2 separate regions of the Sus scrofa genome follow, and region 2 is linked to region 1. A link is a contact called in public Hi-C data. All regions are on one chromosome and are shown on one strand. Each heading gives the region's core, a stretch centred on a gene start, on an enhancer-like site or on the middle of the called end of the contact. The rest is flanking DNA. Distances are from core to core; before and after follow the strand shown.

Region 1 (5,296 bases), core at 1,056-3,555:
GGGAGCCAAGGAATGGACTCCCATGGAAGGGTGACATCATCCCTTTGTAATATTCTATGAAATGGTCCATTAAAAAAAGAAATTCAAATTTCCGAACGCTTTGAAAGTTGCAGTGCCTATTGCTTGCAGACAGTAAGGTGACATTCCAAAAAAGAGAAAAACCAATTCTCAAGGAGGGAGATAGTTGAGGGAAGAAGTATATAACATTCTCCGGGACCTTGGGGGCTTTGGGGGATTATCTTCCAGAGTACCTTAAATCTTGGCTGTGCCTTAGAGATGCTCTGGTTCTCTTCCAGGACCCTCCTACATCCTGTGGTCCTACTGTTACACCCTATTGGGCAACGGATTGAGACAAAGATCCGTGGTGGGTTAGTTTTCTATTGTTGTCCTAACAAATTACCACAGGCTTAGTGGTTTAAAACAAAAACCAGAACAACAGGTATTATCTCACTGAATCTTTACAGCATACTTGTCTGATGGAGTTTTGTTACTATTTTCATTTTTACGGATGGTAACTTATCCAGGTTTATGTGTACGAAGAGGTGGACTGTGGCAGACAGTCTCTAAAGATGGACACCACACTTGCCTTGCACTACTTTCTCCAAGAATGTTATTTCAGAGAGTAATAAACGTATCTTGCTTAGGTTGCTATTATTGCAGATCTCTGTTTGAGGAGCTGAAGCTATATCCTAATACAGCCTCCACACACAGCCATTTTCCAGGATCCAGTATTTCTACCTCTGAAACATCTTCCTTCCTCATCCCATTGTCTCCATTTCTACTGCCCTCCCACCAATTCTTTTCTTCTCTGTTACCCAAAGGGCCTCCTAACTGGGCTGGTCTCTAGTCCAGTGGTTGTCAAGAGAATTTTCCTCCTAGGGGACATTTGTTAAAAGTTTAGAGACCATCTCATTCTCACAAGTGTGGGAGGGGGTTCTACTGGCATTTTGTGCAGAGAAATCAGGGATGCTGCTAAATATTCTACAAGGTACAGGATACTTCTCCACAACAAGGACTTGAGGCCCAAATGTCAAAGTTCTGAGGCTGAGAAGCCCTGACCTAATACTTCTCCCATATTCTACCAGTGATAGATTTCACATTTCAGATCTGACCCCCGTCCATTGTGGTATACACTTGTCAGACCCACAGCCTCAGCCTCCCATCATCTTTTGAACAGCCTTCCTAGATCTGGGGAAGCTCATATAAGTCTCGCCTCCCCAAGAAAGGAGTTCAGATCCTAAATTCCGGGCTGCTTTGCAGCCAGGACTCAGTTTCACTCAACCAGATGCATCCCTATGAGCCTCTGACTAAGAGGTGAGCAAGGGAGCAAGGTGAGGAAAGGGGCTCTTCTGGAAGCTTGGCATTTTGATGGTGCAAAAACATGTGGCATTTGAAGATGACAGCCATTCCCCAGTGGTTCTTGGAGCAATGACAGCAGTTCCCTCCAGTGTGAGGTGGGACAGCAGCAACAGTCCCAGTCAGGATAGTTTCCTCATCAGGCCAGTTCTTCAGCTTGGTTCTGAGCATCATTCCTGGAAGCTTAACCTGGAGTCACTTCTCCAGTCCTCCCCAGAATCCCCCAGCTATCCAGTATCCTTTCAATATGCTCTCTTTCTACTTAGTCAGAGTCAGCCTCTATTGCTCAGAACTAAGAACCCTGCTTAAATGTCTCCAATGGCTTCCCATAGATTCTAGAATGTGTCCCAAATCCTCTGCTTACCTCAAGGCTCTTCTTTATCTGGGATATACCCACTCTGTCCACGTTGAGCCACTGTGCCAACTCTGGTCACATGGAGCCACCCTGATCCTGTTACTCTTCCTCAAGCCCATATTGCCTACCACTAAAGAACCCAACTGGACTGCATCTCTTCTCTACGTATCCCAATCCCCAGGACTATTCTTATCTTTAGCATAAACAAGACACTTTTTAGGCTCTACTGCAAGAGTTGATTCAGGTACCCGTAAGCTCTGCCCGGGTAGGAACATGTCTTCTCAGCACCTAGGATAATATCTGGCACAAAGCAGGTGATCAATACATATTTATTCAATGAAGGTCAGAATGTGGACAAGCACTGCCACCTATTGGGAGAAACTTTATTCAACTCTTATAACGATTTGGAAAATGGCTATCATACAAGGATAAAACCTGATAACTCTCTTCCTTATCTAACTTACCTTCACCATCATTATTGCCAGATCCTCTGTGGTAGCCACATTCCCAGATGGCCCTTAATTATCCTTGTTTACTGGTACTCATGTCTTTGGGCTGATTCTTCCACAGCGAAGGCTTGGTTTGTGATCAACAGAATATGACTGAAGTAATGGTATGTGATTTCTGAGACTAGATCCTAAAAGACATCGTGGCATTTACCTTGGTCCCTCTGGGAAGCCAGAGGCTAAGCCATTGGGACACTCAGATGGTCCCACAGGGAGGTGCATGCAGTGAAAAACTGAGGCCTCCTGCCAACAATCATGTGATTGAGATGCTCCAGTCCGAGTCGAGACTTGAGATAACTGCAGCCTTGACATGTATCTTGACTGCAATCTCCTGAGAGATTCAGAACCATACGGCCACCCGTACCCAAATGCCTTGACCTATAGATCCCGTGTGACAATAAGCGTTTGTTGTCTTAAGGTGGTAAGCTTTGGTTGACTGTTATGCACCGCCAGATTACCAATATACTCTGACACCGATCTCTGACTACGAACTGTTTCAATTTTGCTGTATCGGGGGAAACTACTACAGCCTGGGCTCAGGCTAAGGTTTCTGAGTAGAAGGTGCCAGAGTCAGGCGCCATGGAGGAACTGGGGTAAGAACCAGGCACACCTGGGCCTTGCAGAGTGGCTAGTAGTCGCGCCTGTAACATCCCCCTCTGCGTTAACTTTCTCCAGGTCCGACTGAAAAGTGGCGCTCCAGCCACCAGCGCAAAAGCCGCGATACTCGAGCCCGGTGGCAGCCTCGGCGCCTGCGCAGTGCGCTCTTCGCCTCTCAGGGGGCGCCGTTGCGCGCCGAGTCATCGATCGCGAGTCCCAGAGTGGCTTGGCTGCGCGTAGGCCTCCAGCTGCCCCTAGCAGGGTGGGCTCCAGGGGGCGCCCTTGGGGGGCGGAGCGCTCATGTTCCCAACACAGGCCGGCAGGACGTCCGTCGCGGCAGGGCCTTCTCTCCGTTAAACCTCAGCAGCCCCATAGCGCCGGTGGTCGCCACTCTAGGGCCGCCGCCACTTGAGGCGGGAGCTGCCCGGCCCCGCCGTAGTCATCGTCGTCGCCGCCTCGGGGTCTGGCCCCTGAGTCCTCCTGGCGCCGCCATGAAGCTGCGGGTCCGGCTTCAGAAGCGGACCTGGCCGCTGGAGATGCCAGAAGCGGAGCCGACCCTGGGGCAGCTGCGCGCGCACCTGAGTCAGGCCCTGCTGCCCACCTGTGGGTACAGGTACGCGCCGCGGAGAGGCGGGGGTGCGCGGCAGGTCGGGGAGGAGCGCGGGGCGGTGCGGGTACGCCCCGGGCCGTCACGTGAGGCCGGGCGGGGAACGGGATGTTGCCGGGCCCGCGACCCTGCGACTGTGACGCGCGCCGACCGGAGGACCATCCGGCGCTCGGGCTGCAGCTCGCGGGGTCCCAGCTCCGGAGGTCATGGCTCGGCGTCCCGGGGGCCCCGATCCCCTCCAGGGTGAGCCTTCGCTTCTGTTTTTGCAGCAAACGTACACAGGGATAGGCTAGGACGACACATTCTCACGCCCTTTGAAATAGTTGGAAATTATGGATTTGGCTTGGGTTAAACCTTTCCAGCGATTTAAGTTCACATTTCCAGCTGTCGGAATATTTCAGTTTAAAAGTTTGGAAAGTACTAGAACAAGCAAGAAACCTTCCCTCTGTCCGAGGCCACCTGTGACTTTTACCGCTGCGGTGAGGCTGCAGTAGCTTTAAGACTCGGTTAAGTGTGTGTGTACCCGGCCCCGCAGTGAGCACTTTGACTTCTCTTTGCGAAGTTTTACAAAGTGCAGTGTATCTGTTTAAATAACATTATTTTCCTAGACAAGATATGTTTATTTTTTCCTCGCTGAAAACGAAGTAATTTACATTGTTACCCTTATGATGATCCTGGAGACCTTGCAGTTAGCGGGCAGTGACATTGAGAAATAATGGATCAAATTCTGTTATTTATGAGGCTGCAAATAGGGTTGCTTTGTTTCCGAAAGCGTATTCTGGGGACCATACCCTGGGAGTAGAGGGCCAAAAGTAGGGGTGGTTCTTTTCAAATACTGAGTTAGCGAATTTGGAATTTGAGTGTGCTGAGAAAAAATACAAAAGATGTTCTCTGGGGCCTTTTAGATGAATTCTTCAAAAGAAAACCTTTCTGTTAAATAAGTGGCTCCTTTCATAAGATTTTTGTAAATTTACTTTTTTTTTTTTAAGGAATTCAGTAAAATGAGGCCTTATTATAAACTTTTCACCCTTTCATTTTTCAAGTTAAGACAATATTATGTTCAAAGTCAGATTAAACAAATACAGAAAATGAGGGATTGACATCATTCCTTTTAAGCATTATATTAATTGACATGCCAGTTGTTTTTTGCTTGGTGTTAAACCTAAGAGTTTTGCATGTAGGCGTCATCACCCCATCATAAATTGTCAAAACCAACTTCTCTTTTTAAAGTATTCTCATGTATACGTATATATATTTTATTATTATTATTATTATTTTTAATTAGTTGGAACAATCTGGAAAGGATGTGAAACTCAGTATGATGCTTTGTTTACCCAAGAGCCCAAGTTAGTTTCTCTTTCAGGTCTGTTTTTACAGTTGAGGCTGCTTAACTGCAAGGAATGTAAGCTTCAGCTTGTGAAAGTAAATTCATTCTTCTGAAAGTATGTTCATTTTATAATAAATGGGCAGTTTAAAAGTGTGTCCTTATAACGTTATTACTTTCATTAAAGTGTCCTTGCTGAGCAAGTGGATCTGGGATTGCCATAAAAAAATTCTTAAAGGCCTGGAGTTTCTAGGATGGCATTTTCTGTGGAAGTTAACTTTTTTCTCCCACAGTTTCAGAAAACAGGTCCATTTTTAAACTATTCTGGAAAACCATATGTTACTTAGAAATAGCTCTTTTTTTCTAAAAACGAGGGAAGGTTGACATTTTATTAAGTAGACAATTCTTTACCTTTTTTACAAATAGATATTTGAACGAACATCGTACTGGATACCATTTTAAAAAAGAACCTTTTGCTGTGACAAGTGATCCATAAACACATAGTTCATTTGAGATATTTTTCTTTCTTTTTTTTGCTAAAAATGGGATGA
Region 2 (5,300 bases), core at 2,418-4,917, 200 kb before region 1:
CCAACTGCAGTTGGATTTCAATTCTAAAGGGAATTCACAGCTTGGGTGGAAGTGGCAGAATACCAGATTTAAGCCCAGTGAAAAAGTGTAAGTTTAGCAAGCCCACAGTTACCAGAGCCCTGCTCTACCTACTATTATTTAATTTATTCATTCATTTAATAAATATTTACCAAGTCCCCACTCTGCACCAGGCATCGTTATGGATGGCAGCTGGCTCCTAAGAGGGCAACTCCCAGCGAGAAGAGATCAGGAGGCAAGTACTCAAATACAAGCCTAGTCCCTTGGACCAGATGTGCCCACCTAAGCCCAGCTAGGTGTTAATAAATCAGCCTTTACGAATAATTTAACTCACGTGCTCTGTTTTAATATAGCCCAGGTTCTTGCCTGTTCCAGTTATTACTGCTGCATGTTTTTAATTTTATTTTTTTAGTTTTTGGCCTCCCCGCAGCACATGGAGTTTCCAGGCCAGGGATCAGATCCGAACTGCAGTTGCCACCTACATCAAAGCTGCGGCGACACTGGCTCCTTTAACCCACCATGCCAGGCTGCAGATCCTTTTGCACCATACAGGAACTCCTTATTGCTGCATTTTAAAATGACCTCGGAGTTCCTGTCATGGCTCAGCAGTCAACAAACCGACTAGCATCCATGAGGACGTGGGTTCGATCTCTGATGTTGCTCATTGGGTTAAGGATCCAGCATTACCATGTGCTGTGGTGGAGGTCGCAGACGAGGCTTAGATCCAGCATTGGCGTGGCTGTGGCATAGGCCGGCGGCTGCAGCTCCAATTCAACCCCTAGCCTGGGACCTCCATATATGTTGGGTATGGCCCTAAAAAGACAAAAGATAAAAACAGGAGTTCCCATCGTGGCGCAGTGGTTAACGAATCCGACTAGGAACCATGAGGTTGCGGGTTCGATCCCTGCCCTTGCTCAGTAGGTTAACGATCTGGAGTTGCCTTGAGCTGTGGTGTAGGTTGCAGACGCGGCTCGGATCCCACATTGCTGTGGCTCTGGTGTAGGCCAACGGCTATGGCTCCGATTCGACCCCTAGCCTGGGAACCTCCATATGCCGCGGGAGTGGCCCAAGAAATAGCAAAAAGACAAAAATAAATAAATAAATAAAAATCATTAAAATCATGTTCTATTTTATGTATATTTTATCACAATAACAAATTACGGGGAGTTCCTGTCATAGTTCAGCTGTAATAAACACAACTAGGATCCATGAGGATGTGGGTTTGATTCCTGGCCTCGTTCAGTGGGTTAAGGATCCAGCATTGCTGTGAGCTGTGGTGCAGGTTGCAGACACAGCTCAGATCTTGTGTTGCTGTGGCTGTGACATGGGCTGGCAGTTGTAGCTCGGATTTGACTCCTAGCCTGGGAACTTCCATATGCCACAGATGCGGCCCTAAAGAAAAGAAAGAAAGAGAGAATTATGGAAGGATTAAAGAAACCTTAATGGCTTGAAACAACGATTTAACTAGGATCACAGATTGAGGGGTCAGACTGAATTTGCAGCAGGGCGCAGTGGGAAGGGTTCATCTCTGCTCCAGGGTGTCTGGGCCTCAGGTGGAAACACTCAAAGGCCGAGGAGGGGGTGGTTAGTGTTGAGGCGCTGGAATCATCTGAAGCTCTTTCATTTATACGTCTGGGTGACTCAAAAACTGGGACTGTCTACTGGAGCATCCACTGTGGCCTCTCCTTGTGGTTTGGCTTCCTCACCACATAGTGGCCTCAGGTAGTCAAACTTTTTATATGGTAGCTCAGAGCACAAGCATGAGTGTGGAGGGTGGCAGAAGGGAGGCAAAACCTGCATCTCACTTATGACCTAACCTTGGAACTTCTGTCATATGCCATGTTGGTCAAAGCAGTCATAAACCTATGCAAATTCAAGGTTGGGGGTGGGGAGAATTAGACTCCATGTTTTGACAGGGGAGCATCAAGATTACGTTGTGGAAAAACATGTCTGAAGGAAGATTATGGTACAGCCATTTCTGAAAAATACAACCTGTCATATCACCTTTCACCATGGACCAAAAGCAAAGAAACCGCAAAGGAATCAGTTTAGATTAACAGAGATCTAAGAAAGACATAGTCCAACTATTCTAAGGATTAGCAGTTTACTCCTTATTTTTATTTTTTTCTTCTAGCAGTTCACTCCTGAGAGGATCCTTCCTCAGGCTGGGCAAATGCCAAGGGCATCAGGCTGAGTGTAGAGAGTTGCTGGTGTCTAGTTGTAGTCCTGTCAGTCCCCAACTGTGTGTGATTTCAAAGAAGAAAGGCTTTTCATCACTAAACTTCCTTACCTCTAATAAAACAGAGGTGATTCTTGACCCTGTTTCATCAGTAAGGTTCTTGTATTGTTTTAAGAACCAAGCAAGTAGTTCCCTTCATGGTGCAGTGGTTAACGAATCCGACTAGGAACCATGAGGTTGCGGGTTCAGTCCCTGCCCTTGCTCAGTGGGTTAAGGATCTGGCGTTGCCCTGAGCTGTGGTGTAGGTTGCAGACGCAGCTCAGATCCCATGTTGCTGTGGCTGTGGCGTAGGCTGGCGGCTACAGCTCCAATTAGACCCCTAGCCTGGGAATCTCCTTAGGCTGTGGGAGCAGCCCTAGAAAAGGCAAAAAAAAAAAAAAAGAAGAAGAACCAAGCAAAATATCCTATGTGAGGAAAACGTGTTGCAAGTGTCCACAAATTGAGCCCACAGGTGGACGGCCCACTGACAATGCAGCTGGTGCAAACCACATGCTGCTCAAGTACCACTTCCTCCATAGCAGACTCCGTCTTGTTTTTGTTGCCTGCCTTAGAAGTAGGAGAGACGGATGGAAGCTCAGAGAGGGCAAATGGCCTGGACAGAGTCACACACTCAAGAGATCAAAACCCAGACCTTTACATGATGCTAAAACTTTCTAAAGTGTCGTCACTGACATTTTCATGGGTGACTCTGACCTTAGCTGAGAAGCCTAAATACAGATTATAGTTACCATCTGGAGTCACACTGACTGGGCTCATATCCTAACTACTTACCAGCTATGTGACCCCAGAAAGATAACTGATGTTTCCCCATATATAAAATGGGAATAAGACTTCCCACACAGGGTTAAGAAATAACCAAATTAACATAAGGTACTTAAAAAGTTCTCTTGTGGCTGCAGCGGGTTAAGGATCCAGTATTGTCACTGCAGGGGCCTGGGCCACTGCTGTAGCACAGGTTCGACCCCTGACCCTGGTGCGGCCAAAAGAACTCAAAGAACAAAAAACATAAGGTACTTAAACCAGTGCTTCACACATTAATAAGCACTTTGTGTTCGCTGCTGCTACAACCACTACTGTATACTTAGTATAAAATAGGTGTTAAATGTTTTAAGGTAAGACATCCAAAAATGTAACGAAATGTAAGGGCAGAAGTATTTCCTTGAAGTGATAAATTCATTTTGGAGAAAGCTATTAAAAATAAACCCAACCCCTACTATTTGTCAGCCTTAAGTTTATAGAAGCAAAATAAAGCTCAGTGGAAATTTGCCTCTGATGCCTACAGTTCCCAATGCATTGATCTTATACGTTGTCTCTGCGCAGCCAGCACTGTTCAGCCCACGTGGATTCTTCTCGCCCTGCTTCCACTTCCAACTCTCTCCCCGCCCCGCCCCGTTTCACATTCGGCGCCTGAGAGTGACGTCAGACGCGGGCGCCGACGGCCCTGGAGCCAGTGCCCCGCGCCTGTGCTCTGCCCAGGTGTGGTGCGGCGCTTGTCTGAGGGGCGACTGCGGGACTCTACACCCGCTGGGTCCAAGTCTAGCAAAAAGGTGTCGCTGCGCAGAAGACCATGAACCGCAGCCGCCAGGTGACGTGCGTGGCCTGGGTCCGCTGCGGCGTGGCCAAAGAGACGCCAGACAAGGTGAGGCCTGGTAGCCCTGGGAGGTAAGGGGAGCGGCTCTTTGCAGCATCGTGGGTCCGCGCCGCCTGGGAAGCCTGGACCCGGAGCGCACGGCCCTGGCGCGGCTCGTAGAACTGACTTGGGGTGAGGCCGACTGTGGCCTGATTGTCATCACTAGGGCTGCGGCCTGAGGATCTGGGACTCCTGGGCCTGGGATCAGCCCACTGCCCCCCGACCGTCCTTCTCCCAAGCCCAGCCCCTCCCTCTAATTCGTACACACGTGGATCCCACGGGCTGGAAGGAAGGGGGCGGGGTGCTGCTCCCAATGGGAACTGCCCCAAAGCCTTCTTGACTGTACCATGTCATCGCCCACCATCCCAGTGCGTTTTTCAGGCATAACGAGAGGAGGGGGCACGTATGTTAAACTCCATTTCCACTCTTTTGCTAGGCATTTAGAGGAATACACTGGGTGAAAGCTATGGGGTAGAAAACCTGGTGTGGAGACTATGGTTTCATGAGGCTGGGAGTTGAATTGAGAATTTTTTGCAATGGCCCAAGTGAGATTGTTACAGAAAGAGGGGTCCAGCTTCTCCCTGTTCTAAAGCCGATAAAGAGACAAGTTTGGGGAAAGAAAAGTTTGCTTTATTTAGGAGGCTAACAAAGGAGGGTGGATTCAAGTCAATGGCCAAGTTCCCCGTCTGATAGTGGGCAAGAGCTTTAAGGGGGAGTTTCAGGGGTGTAGAGGCCGAGGGAGGGGGCTGTATGCAGTACAGTTGACTCTGAGGGTCCTCTGGAAGTTGGTCATGCAGTGGTCTGATCAGCATCATTTAGACTGGTTTAAGTGCAGTTAGTCTTCAGTTCTCGGGTTCAGTTCTCAGTTCTTCAGTTCTCCGGTTGATTTGTTCCCATTTCTTTGAGGCTAGTTCTCAGAATTATGGCAGCTTCTGTCATGACTACAGTCTGGTCATCAGTGTAGTTAACTTCTTCCACCTGGTGGGGTTTCAGTATCTACAAAACTGCCCTCAGGATATGGTTCAGAATATTATCCATTGCCTTGAGGAGGAACTTAAAGGTCCTTAACTTTGTTTAATGACTTACTATTTTGTCCTGTTTGACTGCTTTCCTTTGCTTCCGTTATCTTCTCACCTCTCTGATTAAGCTTACTCTTTGAAGTTTTTCAGCAGACAGAAAGCAGGCAGCGAATGGAGGGGTGGAGGGGTGGGGAATGGGCCTGCTCTGTTTCAGGATGTTGCTGTGGCAGTGGGGGTGAAAGGTAAATGTGGCCTTTTTTTTTTCCCCTTCTGTTTTCGCCTTTTAGGACCGCGTGTGCAGCATATGGAAATTCCTAGGCTAGGGGTCAAATCCGAGCTGTAGCCGCTGGCCTACCTCAGCCACAGCAACGTGGGATCCCAGCCGCATCTGTGA

The links. A called contact is a pair of places that touch in the nucleus more often than the background predicts.
Region 2: a Hi-C map of liver shows a contact between it and region 1, with 4 times the contacts expected there. The contact joins the promoter of PWP1 here to the promoter of BPIFC in region 1. A contact is called at or near these places in 4 of 47 Hi-C or Micro-C datasets (liver and skeletal muscle).

Annotation. Positions count from the first base shown.
Region 1 is chr5:12,523,937-12,529,232 of Sscrofa11.1, reverse strand. It overlaps BPIFC (BPI fold-containing family C protein), which reads right to left and starts at 2,305. Exons shown (of 18, transcript XM_005655521.3): 1 at 2,176-2,305. It overlaps FBXO7 (F-box protein 7), which reads left to right and starts at 3,300. Exons shown (of 9, transcript NM_001171751.1): 1 at 3,300-3,427. The coding sequence starts at 3,306.
Region 2 is chr5:12,729,251-12,734,550 of Sscrofa11.1, reverse strand. PWP1 (periodic tryptophan protein 1 homolog) reads left to right here and starts at 3,667. Exons shown (of 16, transcript XM_003126076.4): 1 at 3,667-3,896. The coding sequence starts at 3,825.